Regions from separate parts of the Mus musculus genome. Here regions 1 and 2 are each linked to region 3. The links are chromatin contacts, called in public Hi-C and HiChIP or PLAC-seq maps. All regions are on one chromosome and are shown on one strand. Each heading gives the region's core, a stretch centred on a gene start, on an enhancer-like site or on the middle of the called end of the contact. The rest is flanking DNA. Distances are from core to core; before and after follow the strand shown.

The links. A called contact is a pair of places that touch in the nucleus more often than the background predicts. HiChIP or PLAC-seq counts read pairs in DNA pulled down with a chosen protein or histone mark.
Region 1: an H3K4me3 HiChIP or PLAC-seq map of bone marrow-derived macrophages shows a contact between it and region 3, with 6 times the contacts expected there. The contact joins the enhancer-like site here to the promoter of Vcpkmt in region 3. A contact is called at or near these places in 16 of 39 promoter capture datasets (the C10 cell line, the HPC-7 cell line, the SN4741 cell line and 10 more), 10 of 484 Hi-C or Micro-C datasets (the N1E-115 cell line, bone marrow-derived macrophages, cerebellar granule neurons and 6 more), 31 of 115 datasets of contacts at active chromatin or transcription factors (the 230-238 cell line, CD8 T cells, the HPC-7 cell line and 21 more) and 3 of 9 other capture datasets (adipose tissue, liver and pancreatic islet).
Region 2: a contact with region 3 is called in a Hi-C map of bone marrow-derived macrophages, with 25 read pairs. The contact joins the enhancer-like site here to the promoter of Vcpkmt in region 3. A contact is called at or near these places in 19 of 39 promoter capture datasets (the C10 cell line, the HPC-7 cell line, the SN4741 cell line and 12 more), 2 of 15 datasets of contacts at CTCF or cohesin (the NIH/3T3 cell line and large pre-B cells), 5 of 484 Hi-C or Micro-C datasets (the AtT-20 cell line, the F1.1 cell line, bone marrow-derived macrophages and 2 more), 24 of 115 datasets of contacts at active chromatin or transcription factors (the 230-238 cell line, CD8 T cells, DN3 thymocytes and 19 more) and 3 of 9 other capture datasets (adipose tissue, liver and pancreatic islet).

What each region holds. Positions count from the first base shown.
Region 1 is chr12:69,399,763-69,402,462 of GRCm38.p6, reverse strand. No RefSeq gene overlaps it. Among named protein-coding and RNA genes, the nearest start is that of Arf6, 29 kb to the right of the region's middle. Within about 2 kb of position 1,277, at least 32 of the 459 cell types and tissues checked have an H3K27ac peak or open chromatin away from gene starts, as enhancers often do. A contact at or near this core is called in the HPC-7 cell line, the N1E-115 cell line, Th17 cells and 2 more, where this site is marked.
Region 2 is chr12:69,329,950-69,332,649 of GRCm38.p6, reverse strand. It overlaps Nemf (nuclear export mediator factor), which reads left to right. Exons shown (of 33, transcript NM_025441.3): 17 at 675-778; 18 at 1,500-1,562. Among named protein-coding and RNA genes, the nearest start is that of Nemf, 26 kb to the left of the region's middle. Within about 2 kb of position 1,294, at least 26 of the 459 cell types and tissues checked have an H3K27ac peak or open chromatin away from gene starts, as enhancers often do. A contact at or near this core is called in bone marrow-derived macrophages, hematopoietic stem and progenitor cells and neutrophils, where this site is marked.
Region 3 is chr12:69,581,637-69,584,336 of GRCm38.p6, reverse strand. It overlaps Vcpkmt (valosin containing protein lysine (K) methyltransferase), which reads left to right and starts at 1,320. Exons shown (of 6, transcript NM_001033236.3): 1 at 1,320-1,616; 2 at 1,707-1,817; 3 at 1,992-2,061. The coding sequence starts at 1,351. It overlaps Sos2 (SOS Ras/Rho guanine nucleotide exchange factor 2), which reads left to right. Exons shown (of 23, transcript NM_001135559.1): 23 at 1-576.

The sequences.
Region 1 (2,700 bases), core at 28-2,527, 180 kb after region 3:
TTTTTTGTTTTGTTTTGTTTTTTGTTTTTTCTGTCACGTGGACCTCACTAGATTCTCTCCATCCCGGAGCATCCACATGACTGTCTCCTCCTGCTAAGCTTGGATGGAATGTCACACCACAGACGTGGCATCTGGCATTCCACAAAGCCACAGCAACCAAGCTTGAGGGAGCTAAACATCGTGGAGTAAATACTGACTAGTGAGCAGTGGAAGTCGGGAGACATCCTGCTTTCTCTCCCTTCCATTAACTGTTGCCTGACGCTGTTTCTTCCCCACAGCGTGGCCTGAGGGGAGACCTCCCTGGGAGATGCCTGCCTCTTCCAGACTGGTTATGAAGCAGTGCGCATCGTGGAAATGTGTGGCCTGGAACTCATTCTCATCCTCCCAAGCTCATCTTACATTTTCTCATTCCTATGCCTTGGCTTTAAAAGCCTCAAATAAAACATCAGTATTTTTAAAAAAATATTTATTTATTTTATTTGTATTTTGTATGTATACTTTATATGTATTCTGTATATGAGCACACTGTCACTGTTTTCAGACACACCAGAAGAGGGCATCTGATCTCATTACAGATGGTTGTGAGCCACCAAGTGATTGCTGAGATTTGAACTCAGGACCTCCGGAATAGCAGTCAGTGATCTTAACTGCTGAGCCATCTCTCCAGCTCCCAAAACATCAGTATTTTAAAAAAGAAAGAAAGAAAGAAAGAAAGAAAGAAAGAAAGAAAGAAAGGAAGGAAGGAAGGAAGGAAGGAAGGAAGGAAGGAAGGAAGGAAGAAAGAAAGAAAGAAAGAAAGAAAGAAAGAAAGAAAGAAAGAAAGAAAGAAAGAAAGAAAGAAAGAAAGAGAGAGAGAAAGAAAGAATTACTCACACAGTTCACTATATTACTAGGTCTATAGAGGAAAGTCTTCTACAGGATTCTCAGGATCACTTGTCAATTACATTGTTACAATTTTTGTGTGTGTCTGTGCATGCAAGTACCGCAGCACATGTGTGGAAATCAGAGGACAGTTTTCAGGAATCAGCTTTCTCCTTCCACCATGGAGACCTCTGAGATGGAACTTAGGTCGTCAGAGTTGGCCGTGAAAATCTCTTCCTGCTGAGGCATCTCACTGGCCCCAGGATCACTTCTTGAATAAAATCTCTCACTAAAACATTGATAGATTGATGCTTCCTTAATATGATGAAAATGATCTCTTCCCCCACCCTGCATGTAGAATCCTGAAAAAAGAGGACGTGCTATCTCTGCACTACCTCAAAGTGTTTACAAGCCTCATGACCTCATTAAACATTTCCTGTCAGCTCTCTCCAAGCCTAATTGACCCATGTTCTGGGCTCAGTGTGTGTGTCCCCTCCTCTGACAGACCATGGAAGTACATCACTCTCCCAAATTCATTGACTTCATCTTACCATCCATTTAGACTGTAAACTCTGGCAACCACCACTTTCCCAATTCCTGGATCAGTGCCCAGCTTATAAAAAAAGGGTAATAGAACAGAGAGAGGACGGGAGAAAGGGAAGGAAGAGATGGGAGGGAGGCAAGAAAGGAGGAAGGGCACTGAGAGGCAGAGAGAGGACCTCAGCATGGGCTAGTAATGAGCAGCGCAAATGTTTATTTGTAAATAAATAAATACACATATATTAGTTGCTTTTATTTCTTACTTCAGATCAAACAAAGCATCATCCCCGTTGCTTTCCTATGCATCAGGTCTCAGCCAGGGCCTTTGCTGCTTGCTTCACTTTACCTAATCTGCCTTACTTTGCAATATGTGATTTTTGTAGTGCCTTTTCTTCTTGGAAGTAGCCCTAAGGTAGCTTAAGCTTGAGGGAGGGGTCTGCCTTACCACATCATCAGTTCCCCCTGCCCCACCTCCACTTCCTTCCAGGCCGAGGCTATAGGCACCTCAGCAATCTCACTGTCGGAGGCACCTGCTTGCCAGTCTTGGTATGAGCAGGTTTGTGTATCAAATCAACACAAAGCCTTGGCTACAGAAATAGCTAGCATGGGCCTGGTGGAGCACGGCATTTCTGGGAGGGTGAAGGTATTTCTCCGTACTCTTGCTCTAGTGTCTGGTGAATCTCAAACCAGTTAAATAAAAAGTGGGTAGATATGATGGCAAGATGGGCAGTGTAAATACAGATTCTGGTGTTCTGTGGCATAACTGTAACTAGTCTCCATCTTTCTGAGAGATTGCTAAGACGTGGTCTCACCTGAGATCATGTATAAACCCGGTGTCTTGTCCCATAATGGACATGCTACCAAGGCAAAATATATCAAAACATACCAGTGTTAAACCACCCTTCCCTAAAATCTTCAATGTTAAGAACCATCCAGGAGCTAGTCTCAGCATCTGTGATGCTTTGAATGAGGCATCCCCTACGTATTTTGAATATTTTGAATTTGAATATTTAGTCTCTAGTTGGTGGCTGTTTGGAAAAGAGATGAGGCCTTGCTGGAGGAAGTGTATCACTGGGGTGTAGCTCTGTTGTGAAGTGTTTGTGCAGCTTGTGTGAGACTCCAGATTTTATTCTTGGGGGCTGGGGGAACATGTTTATAGTGGATGCCTCTGTGGCTCCTGCCTGCATCCAACCATTATCTTTTCCTTATGGTTGTCCTATAACACTAACCATTCCTCGTTCCTCATTACTATGCAAGCAGTGTATGAACAAGAATGTAATATTCGCTTATATCCTTATA
Region 2 (2,700 bases), core at 45-2,544, 250 kb after region 3:
GCAGTTTGTGGTACATGGCGCTTAGAAGGCAGAGGCAAGGTAGATCTCTGAATTTGAGGACAGCTGGGTCTACAGGATGAGTTCCAGGACAGCTGTGACACCACAGAGAAACCCTGTGTCAGAGAGAGAGAGAGACAGAGACAGAGACAGAGAGAGAGACTTGGTTTGATATCCTAGATTAGCCTTAAGTTCATATATAGCTGTGCTGGCTGCCCTTGAACCTCAGCTTCTGAGTGCTGGGAACATCGGTATGTCTTACCCACAATTCCTAGTGAGATAACTTTTTTTTTTATAGAATTTAGTTCCTGCTTCTCTTCTTCCCCATCTTTGCCTCTTCTGCCCCTCCCCCTGACAGAGACAGAGTCTCATTGTATCACTGGGTGACCTAGAACTCACAGAGATTCTCTTACCTCTGCCTCCCCAGTACTGGCAAGTGCCACTATGTCCTGACAGAATCTAATTTCTTGGAAGACTATTGTAAAAACTGTATTACATGTTTTTAGTAAGATTTGCCTGTGCTTGAATGGTAGCTGTGCCATAGAATTGCTGATATCTTGTTCTATACAGGCATGGCAACTTCCTGTTTTGTTATATTTTGTTTTGAAAATGGTATGAATTCAGGCCTTTTTTTATATATATATAAAAAAATTGTTAACTTTGTTTTCTTTCTATAGGTTTGAGAAATTTCTGTGGTTCATTAGTTCAGAGAACTATTTAATCATAGGTGGTCGGGATCAGCAGCAGAATGAGATTATTGTGAAAAGATACTTGACACCAGGTGAGATTAAAATCGTATGAGATTTTCTCTTGAACGGCGTATCAGTTGCTTTGCTAGTAGGCACTGGTTTTTATCCTTTACTCTTGCTTGACAATTAACTAGAGATTTAACACTTTTTGGCTTACATTTTGTTGAAGTCTTTGCCACTTTTTGTTAAGTGGGTATATCAAAAGTAGTATTGCCATGCTAATCTGTTTTTTTGGACTTTTGATCTTCTGCTATATTTACAAAATAGTTTCCAGTCATGGTGGATCACATTTTTTAAAGGTTAATGTTTTGGTGCTATAATTTGTGACTATTTTTCCAGTTTACAAATAGGACTTCAAGCTGGGTGTGTAGTGCATACCTATAGTTGGAGCCATTAAAGAGGCTAAGTCTAGAGGACCACTTTAAGTAGCATAAAGAGACCATTTCAAAAAAGAAAGGAAGCAAGCTGGAGAGATTTCTCAGCAGTGAAGAGTACTTACGTCTCTTGCAACAGATCTGAGTTTAGTTCCTAGCACTTGCACAATGGTTCACAACCCCCTGTAACCACAGTTCTAGAGGATCGAGTTCCTTTTTCTTCCTTCTGTAGGCATTGCATACGGGTGCTTCACTCACATATTTGCAGCCAGAACATTTATGCACATAAAATTTTAAAATAAAGTAAAACATTTGTAAGAAAGCAAAACAAAAGAAAAAGGACTTAAAGTATCATTATTTCACTTTGTTTTTATTTAAGGAGACATTTATGTGCATGCTGATCTTCATGGAGCTACCAGCTGTGTAATTAAGAATCCGACAGGTAATATATTTCTATTGTCTGGAATTTTCTTTTTTTTTTTTTAATATATTTTATTTTTGCATGTGTGTGTCTATGGGGATGTACACAAGTAATCCATGCAGTGCCCGTTGAATCCTGAAGAAAAGAAGAAAGTGTTGATTCCCCGGAAGCAGAGTCAGGGAGGGGTTGGGCTCTGGGACTGAGCTTAGGTCCTCTGCCAGAGCAGTGTGCATTCTTCACTGCTGAGCCATTTCTCTGGCCTCTTTATAGCATTCTTTTTTTTTTTTTTTTTAAGAATTATTTATTTTATGTACATGAATACACTACAGCTGTTTTCAGACACACCATAAGAGGGCATTGAATCCCATTACAGATGGTTGTGAGCCACTATGTGGTTGCTGGGAATTGAACTCAGGACCTCTGGATAAGCAGTCAGTTCTTAACTGCTGAGCCATCTCTCTAGCCCCTGAAAATATGCTGTTTTGTTTTGTTTTGTTTTGTTTTGTTTTGTTTTGTTTTTTGAGACAAGGTTTCTCTGTATAGCCCTGGCTGTCCTGGAACTCACTTTGTAGACCAGGCTGGCCTCGAACTCAGAAATCCGCCTGCCTCTGCCTCCTGAGTGCTGGGATTAAAGGCATACGCCACCACGCCCAGGGCTTTCTTTTTTGGCCCTGAAAATATAATGTAACCAATAATCAAGAATTAGTAGTCAGTCTCCAGTACTGCAAACAACAAAAAAAGATGAAAAAAGATGTAATGGTACAAGAACATTGCATGAATGTAAGAGTCATAACATACTTGTCCAGCATTTATAATATATGAGGGGAAACCAGACAGTAATGGGGTTGGGGGTTGGGTAGATACAAGTATATGCAATAATATTTTGAGATGTTAACACTGAACATGAATAGAATAATTAAAACAGTAAATTAACAAGGAAATAGAAGACTTGAACACATTGATATCTAAACCTAGCAATATCTTTAGAACACCACCTAACAAGTATACAGAGAACATTCTCAGTATAGATTATATGATAGAAGAAATAGAAAATTGAAATAAATCCATAACAAGTAAAGAGACTGAGTTAGGTAGTAAATATTCAAAAATACTTCATAAAGAAAACCCCAGCTGGGTAGTAATGGTACACAAGTTTAAT
Region 3 (2,700 bases), core at 71-2,570:
GCATGTGTTCATTAAGATGTGCCTTTTGTTTTGCAGTGTATGGTGTTTAGCTAATCATTGTTTAGCTAATGATTTGCCTATTATTTGGGAAGACAAAATTAATATGCCATATATGTACAGTTTATTTATATTGTATATATTTAAAGATAATGCTAATAACCTCTATAAATGTAAGTGACTTGAGGCCTATAATACAATCTGCTATTTGACTAATTTGTAAGTCTGGAACAAAAGTGTCTTATGGCATAAGAACCAACTGCCATTGTCAAACCTATTAACTGTCTTTAATCTCGTGTTAACTGAAATTTTTGAAAAGTTTTTCCAGATTAGTAATATTTAAACAGAAAATACTTTAAAAAGCTTTATTAAATTTTTTAATCAGGATAAAGCTTTGCCATTTGGATACTATCATTCAAAGTGATCAAGGTATGTATGTTATGCTGATAGTGCAGTAGCAGCCATTGTAAAGTAGCCAAAAGCCACGTTGTTTATCTACTGGTCTGTGGCCTTTTACTGTGCTTTGTATCAGAGTTCTTAACAAGATTAATAAATCACCTCAGTCTTAATTTGTAAAAGATTTGCAATATTGTTTTTCATCACAAAGAGCAAGGAGAAGCTGGGAATAGTGGTGAGCACCTGTAATCGCAGAACTTGGGAGGTTAGACGGAAGCATCTGGACTTAAAGGCGACTCGACTACGTGAAGAGTATGAAGAGTTTGAACCTACTTGGGATACAGGAGGCCATCCTGAAAACAAAAAAACAAAAAACAACAAAGCTGAAAAAAATCTAGAAGAACGAATAGCTATCATCTGTTTATTACGTGTGTGTGTGTGTGTGTGTGTGTGTGTGTGTGTGTGTGTGTTCATACTAGAGATCCAATGTGACAGGCCAACCTGCAGGTCTCTCCTTCTACTATGTGAGTCCTTGGTCTTGCTGGCCATCTTTTGGCCCCGTGGGATGTAAAAGGACTAACTTTTCTTTACCATTAAAAGCAAGTAGCACGTTCCCAGCCACCACGTTTATGCATTCATATGAAAAGGAAGCACAGTAGGAAAACTTCTTGAATATAACCATTTTTAGATAGGACCTGGGTAGCTGCCTAGATCTATCGCCAGCGGCTCTGTGTGAGCCGTTCTCCAGCTATGTATAAGCACTGTCGGTCGCTTTGCTTCTTAAAGTGCCTATCATTGTAGCAGCAGCTGGGCCACTCCTGGGTAGGTTCTGCTGCTTCCTGCGGACTTTGAGAGTCACGCATGCGCCTTGGGCAGCCGCCCTGCCGCTGGGAGGTACGGGTGCTGCGTGGGCGTGACGTTACCGCGTGCCGCAGCCTGCGGCGGGCCGGGGCAGGGATGGCGGCCGCCGTGGAGCCGGAGGTGGAGGACCCGCTGTGGAGCTTTGTGCGGGTTCTGGAGAAGCGGGATGGGACAGTGCTTCGGCTGCAGCAGTACGGCTCCGGGGGCGTGGGTTGCGTTGTGTGGGACGCCGCCATCGTCCTTTCCAAATACCTGGAGACGCCGGGGTTTTCTGGCGACGGGGCCCACGCGCTGAGTCGGCGCTCGGTGCTGGAGCTGGGCTCCGGCACGGGGGCCGTGGGGCTCATGGCTGCGACCCTCGGGTAAGAGCTGGCGGGAAGGCGCTGGTCGCCCAGCATCAGGTCACCGGCGTGCAGCCTTGCGCCTGTACCTCAACGAGGTTGTTTTTTTAGGGCAGATGTTATAGTCACTGATCTTGAAGAGCTGCAGGACTTGCTGAAAATGAATATTGATATGAACAAGCATCTTGTGACTGGTTCTGTTCAAGCCAAGGTACTGAAATGGTTTGTATGGCCTTTCAGCTTGTTTTTAAGATAATCGATCGCTTACATGGGCTTTAAATTGCATTTTACACAACGCTTGCTTAATATGAGGGGAGCCTTCTGCTTCTCGTTTCTAAAATGAACACTTTAAATCGTCAGAGCATCAGTTAAAGACATACGTTTGACATTTTTAAGGGGTGAAGACATAGAAGACTTGATGTCACCAGACTACATATTGATGGCAGACTGTATATACTATGAGGAGGTGAGTAGTGGTCGAACTGGTGTGTCCGAAAGCCCACAGCTCTCCGTGGTTTAACACCTCCAGGTGTGGGATATTTGTTCTATAGATGATGAGGCAGTAAAGAGAAGTTAAACTATCAAAGGCAACACATTCGCACAATTCAGGATAGGCATACAGGCCTGCCTGTGCGAGGTGGTTGAGAAAACTTGCGTGCATTCTACTGGAGACTTTTTGGAAAAATTTAAAAGGATTTTCCGATTTGCATATATTCTAGAAAACTAAGATACCTTCTGTTTGTTTGTCTGTTTGTTCATTTGTTTTTCTTTTCCCATTGACTGCTAACTGTGACTTTGGAAATTAATTAAAATGCAGGTTGGCTCACTCCTAGAATCCTAGCACTCACAATTGCCATGAATGCTAGGCCAGCACAGAGTGAGACGCTCCAAAATTAGTTATTCTCAGTGACAACATTTTATTAGACTTGTGGAATGATTTTCTTCCCATATCAGTTTATGCAGTATTGGACAGTATTTAGTTTTAAGTTGATGCCTTGAGCCAACTGATGATCAAAAGGGTCAGCAGTTAAGAGCACACACAGTTCTTCCAGAGGATCCAAGTTCAGTTCCCAGTACCCACATCAGGCAGTTCACAGCCACCTGT